2 separate regions of the Gossypium arboreum genome follow, and region 2 is linked to region 1. The links are chromatin contacts, called in public Hi-C maps. All regions are on one chromosome and are shown on one strand. The core of a region is the stretch at or near the end of the contact, and the rest is flanking DNA. Distances in the headings are between cores, read along the strand shown.

Region 1 (3,196 bases), core at 274-2,773:
GAATACATTATTACCAACAGAGGCCCTTCCCAGATCCTAGAAGACCCATCTCCATCACTTAATACTTTTACTCTATGTTCAAACAACCCTTCCACAAATGCTAAACCAATTGTAGAGCCAAGAAATATCAAGAGACCAACTTGAGTCTGCCCCTTGATAAGAACACCGGCCCGAAGCATTGCCTGCGGTCCCGAAACTTCCTCCAACACGCAGATTACAATCCCGATATTGCAAACAACAATGGCATACGCGAAGACAACCGAGAACACTAGCCCCATCATTATCACCACGTACACAATCAAGTCAGGTGTAAAGCCAACAACAGAAAGTAAGCTACATGCCACAACAAGGAAAACAAAGAAAGTGGTCACACAAGCAACAATAACCATACACATCCACATATATGTGCAAATGAGCCGCCTCCAAAACTTTAGGATTATCGTGAAAAACTTTGAAGCATCGGCCGGTTTCCTTGAGTAGGTACAATCTACACAATAAACCACCGCAGCCTTGGATAACAAAGACAATGTGATGAACAAAGGGAAGCACATTGCGGAGGAAACAGCCGACTCGGCGAACCTTTGTGACGACTGTTGGATGAAAGGCTTCAATGGGAGTCCACAGGTTTTGGCAACTAACAAAAGCCTAACAGTTAATCTCTTCACAATGGAATGATCAACTAACAAATTAGACATAAAGACCGCAGATACAGGGCAAATTAACAAAACTGCAATGATAAAAAAACTGGACGAATTGTACCGTAAAATCCTAACAGTTTCTCTTAAGATCTCTAATGCATTCATCGAATGGAATTGGTAGTTATCATCACTAACATCATAGGATGATTCTAGCTCAAAACTTTCTTCATGGGTTTCCTTAGATCCTTCTTTCTCTAAATGATCTGATCTCATTCGTACGCTACCAGGTTCCATTTTCGTTAATCAAAACCCAGAAAAGATATCGACCCCAGCAGCTAAATAAACACAGGAAATTATATAAAACAGAAGTGTAAATCAGATCTGAAAGTGCTTGACCCACCTTTGTAATCCCCGAGAAGTTCACGAAGAAAACACAGTGAAAGTGAAAAGCATGAAGATTGTGGGATTGGAGGGAAATTCTCGAGTGTTAAAAAAAAAAAAGTCTTTTATGGAAGAAGAAGAAAAGAAAGATTGGTTATTAAAAAAAAAAAACGTACGAATTTGGATGTTATAGCATTGACATCGCAAAACAAAGGGAATGTCTGAAGAAGTTAGCTGCCATTTTTTGAGGTGCTATGCCATCGTGCCGGCGTTCGTTAGTCTGTAACGGATTGAAAATGGGCTTTGCTTTTTTGTGTTTCGGGGTTTTCAAGATTGGGAAATAGTTGTCAACACTGGACATGGAGGAAATCAAATTCAACAGGTGACTGCCATTTTTGGAATTTCCGGCCAAAATCTTTTACAAAATTGGGATTTTCTTTATAAAAACCAATTGGGCTTTTGATTGATTAAACTAGGATAAACTACACTATACTCATTTTAAAATAGAATTTATTTTATTTTAATTATTTTAATTTAACCACTTTAATTAAATAGGCTCACGTGGTTAACTCATTGAGAGTAATTGAATTTTAGGATCTCTATATATTAAACTTTGATCAAATTAAGAAGATTTTGGTTCCCAGTGCTGCTGACAAAAATTAAGGCGTCTAAAAGCTGGAAGCTCGACTTGAAGAAGTGTACACCTGCGCAGCTCAAAACCATCCAAGGTGAAGAAGCTTCTTCAACATTTGCACACACACACACACACACACACACACATGCATATCTCATTGCCTGATCTGCTTAATGAAAGCATGGATGAAGTCAAGTAATTGTTATGAGAATGATGATTAATACAGATTTCAGGACGTAATACTTAAGTTCCCTAAATAGAGCTGCAGTGGAGATGGGTACGTGGGGGAGTTTGGGTGGCTTTGACTCTGCCTCAGGTGAGGATAAGTGATAGGAGGCTTGAAGATGCTATATGGTGATGGTTGTTGTTAAGCAGTAGGAAAAAAAAAAAAGAGAGAGAAGTCCCAAAATATATATATATATATCACCTTTCTATTATTCAATGGGTTAATGTCTCACCATAGTAATTCATTAATGAATTATTAAAATTTGTAAAGACAATGATTACTTCGAATAAGAGTAACTAAAATAGGAGGGTTTTATATAAATAATATAAAAAATTAATTAATTATGAAAATAAATTGGAGGACAAATTATTTATGAAAATATGTTGGTTGTTACAGTACCCGTTGGTGCAGCCTGATACATTTTGGCGGTACCACCCTCTCTTTTTAGCCAATCATTATGTTATCATGTGTTTTAAAGAAAAACATAATTTTTTATTGGTACATCCATTGTGTCACGTAACATTGATACATATTTTTCTAAAATATCCATGAAAATATGAGTATACATGGTGAAATAAAACAAAAAAAATAATTTTTTAATGGAGTCACCAATCTGTCAGGAAGCATGATGAATTTAAAAAAAAAACAGTGTTACACAAAAAGTTGAGACAAGAAAAAAATATTTTTTAATGGGTGCCATCGGTGTGTCAAGCAACACCAATGAATTTAAAAAAGAAAACGGTGTCCAAAAAAAGTTGAGACAGTAAAAAAATATTTTTTAATTTGTGTCGTTGGTGTATCAGGTGGCACCACTGATAATTTTAAAATAAAAATTATTTTTTAATGGGTGCTACTGATGTATCAGGCAACACTAATAATTTTAAAAAATATACATTTTTTAATAGGTGTCGTTGGTGTGTTTGGCGACACCATTGATAATTTTAAAAAATATATTTTATATGAGTGTCGTCGGTGTGTCAAATGACGCTTGTACATTTAAAAAAAAAAGGCTATTAGGGGAAAAAAAAAGGAAAATCGAAAAAAATAATTTATTAGTGGTGCTGCTAACATGTTAGGTGACACTAATAGTTCCGCGATACCATCAAATGTTACCAACTAGTATTTATACCCAACCCCCCAACCAATTCGGTAGAAGTTTTGGGTTTCTGTTTAAGTTTTTTGTTTGAGTTGAAGTTTTTGCTTTCTGTTAAAGAGAAGAAAAAAGAATGGAAAGATTTATGTTTAGTAGAAAGGGAGAAAGCAGAAAACAAAAGAAGAAAGATTTGTGTTTTAGAGTTCAAAAATCAAGTTCGAGTT
Region 2 (3,196 bases), core at 415-2,914, 810 kb after region 1:
GATAACATCATAGAAGCCTAACTTCTTTGTGTGAAATATTTCTTTAAGAGAGAGTTCATCAACCTAGCATTATCTAGAATTGTCAGTAAGTACCCCAGTCCCCGATAGCATGGACTTGCCCAAATGTTCTCGAGTATTTTATAACTTATGAGAACTATCAAACAAACCGTCTTAAAGTTTCAGATCTCTGTGTTTGCTGTGATAACAGTTCAGCAGTTCATAATTTAACATTTCCTAAAAGTAATACAAAACATTTATGAGCCAATAAACTACTTCAATAAAAGAATTTTTGCTCCAAAAAGGAAGAGCAATAAGACCAGCTGTTAACCAGAAGAAATTTAGCCACTAATAATCCTTTAATGGATGAAATTTGAAACTCTTGTATAGAATCAATGCCTCCTAAAAGGAACAATGGCTAAAAGACAATTGCCCTTATCAGCTAAAGTCACAAGTTGATGATATGCTTGAGAGACTCCATAAGATAAAACAACCAAAAGAAAAAAAAAAGAAAAAAAAATCAGATTTAGAAAAAGGAAAGGACCCTTAGATTAGAGGGAAAATAAATGAATCAGAGAGACCAACAGGCAAAGAAAACATAGATCTCAATTCTTCCACCTACTAGAAAATAAAAATAAAATAAAAGGAAAAATGTTGAAATGGCTTACAAGAGGAGTATAGATTCCAATCACAATGTATTGAAACATCTTCTTCCCAACAAAAGGAGCAAAGAACACATAGAATGCAAATCCAAGTGCCAAGAACACAGCAACAGCAACCACCTTTGCAAAAATAAGTAAAAAAAAAAAAACGAAAACTTTGCTAAATTACCCAGAATTGGAACAACAAAAAAGCTCAGCAATTTTACATAAAAATGGAAATAGTAACAAAGAACCAAAAACAAAAAATACCTGGAGTGGATGATAAGGAAGCTGCCATCCATGCTTCCTCATTTCCTCTTAAAATGTTAAACGAACAGAGAAGGGGAAAATATGGAAAAGAGTGAAAGTCAAAATCTGCTGGGTATTTTTCCTATACTTAGTTTCTCACACTTTCCCTCACTTTCCGGGGAAAATAAAGATCACTCATTTCACTAGACCACCAACCAAGCATTACCCTTTGTTTTTTTTTTTTGTTTTGTTTTTTTTTTTACCTTCACGGGTCTAATAAAAAAAAGGGCAAGAAAAATGTAAAGTGTAAAAGAAAAAGAACAAGGTAGCTGAAGAAGATAGGTTTGGACAGTAAGGAAAGCTTTGTCTGGTTCACACAATCATGGCCCCTGCCTCATGCAATGAAAGAGAAAAGACAGAAAAAAACACAAGAAGGGCTAGTCTGGGGTTTGGGTATTTATTTGTTTCTTATATAAAGCATTTTGCTTGGCCATAAGATCTGTCTCAAAACTCTCAAACTGTGTCTCTAAGTAACAACATGCGAGAGAACTGGTTTTTTTTTTTTTTTTTTCATTCTTTCGTTTCCATTGCCTATAATGTACCTTCAAAACCCAACTTTTACTTTTTTTTTTACTTTAATTTTTTGTTTAATTTTCTTTGTTTAATTTAATCATGTTCAAAGTGTCACAACATCAGGCCCATCGCTGCAAATAGACAGTTGTTCGGTTTCATCTTTTGTAATTGCCTTCACCAACAATTGTCTTAAAAATTCCTTTTTCAGCATTTTCCATCAATATTTTGACCCAGTTAGCGTTTTTAGTCTTAAATTATACATTATTATTATTATTATTATTTTAGCTTAGAAGTATTCATAATTTGCCAAGAAAAAAAAGTATGCATAATTATATATTTTAGTATTTTAAAAAATATTTTGACATAAGTATTTCATTTCTTACATTCTTTCGACTTTAGCCTATCCCTTTTCTCTTTTTTTTTCACCCATCATCATATTCATTTTCCTTTATCTTTCTTTTAGATGTGAAAAAAAAAATTCAAACTTTTGCATAAGATTCCTCCCATAATTTTTGTCCTAGTGCATTTCATGTTTTCATATCATTTTAATGCATATCATCACATTATAATCATGTTTAAAATATTTTATGATAATTTGTATTATAAATTATTATTTCGTTTGAGGTTTTTATTACAAGCAATGTTAAAAATACCATGTATCTTATTTAACTATTTTTTTTATTTTTAACATCAATTAATGATATAACCTATTAATTTTTCTTATAAAATCAAACCACTTCACTATCAACATTTGTGGCGTATGTCTCGCATTTATCGAACGTTTTGCAAGCACTTATTGGAGATACATGTGCGACGTCACGACGAGGAGATATGTGACATTACAACAATGCGACGGGCAAGGGACGACGTCACGACGAAGGTCGTCAAGACGTAAAAACGAGGCGACGATCTCTTGATGTAGGAGCAGCGGCGACATCACAATAAGGAAAGTCGTGGCCTTTGTAACCCTGATTTAGACATGCCAATCAGAGAGGGTTTTTCTTTTAAGGGGACAAGAAGTAGTCGCATATGAATTTGAGAAAGTTTTTTGTGGTAACTATGGAGTGAATTATGTTCCCAAGTTAGGGTTTCGTTTTCAAAGTTTGGGTTTTGTACATTTCATATATTTAGGTTTATTTTCTCCATATTGTACTCTCGTGTGTTTACTCATTTACTGAAAAGCCGAAGCCTCCTTCGTTCATGGTTTTATCTTCTTCGAAGGAGTTTTCCATGTAAATATTTGTGTTTGTTCTTCTCCACTTTACTATCTCGTTGTTTATACGGGTCGGTCCCCAACAAATTGATATCAGAGTCAATGATGAATTTCGATATGAAAAAGTTCGACGGGATCACAAATTTTATTTCTAACACTTTCGAATAATTACAGAAGTAGCTAATGTGGCTGAGCACAATGGTGATGATTCGTTGTTCTCTATATATAATTCGGTTGAAGGTGGCGTATTGTTAGATATCAGGCATGTGTCTGATTTTAAAAAAAAAAATCACATCCCCTTTTGGTCTTTAGGACTCAAATGGTTCGCAGAGTGTTTGAGGCAAAGTGTCACACCTCAAACCTAACCTAGACGTTATGGTTGGTTTTGGAAGGTTACATTAATAAATTGAAACTTTAGTCATATATTTTCAAAATTTATCTTATTCCAAAACTGAAAATTGTAGATTTTATAAAACTCGTCACAACTTTTGGTAGGAAGATTGTCATTTATAAAATGTTTAGG

The links. Hi-C and Micro-C count contacts between places; a contact is called where the count stands out from the background.
Region 2: a contact with region 1 is called in a Hi-C map of leaf, with 5 times the contacts expected there. The contact joins the promoter of LOC108463963 here to the promoter of LOC108461960 in region 1. A contact is called at or near these places in 2 of 5 Hi-C or Micro-C datasets (both in leaf).

Annotation. Positions count from the first base shown.
Region 1 is chr13:27,725,870-27,729,065 of ASM2569848v2, forward strand. It overlaps LOC108461960, which reads right to left and starts at 1,524. Exons shown (of 2, transcript XM_017761956.2): 1 at 1,196-1,524; 2 at 1-973. The coding sequence starts at 932.
Region 2 is chr13:28,540,181-28,543,376 of ASM2569848v2, forward strand. LOC108463963 (probable protein S-acyltransferase 22) reads right to left here and starts at 1,665. Exons shown (of 9, transcript XM_017763995.2): 1 at 909-1,665; 2 at 666-779. The coding sequence starts at 950.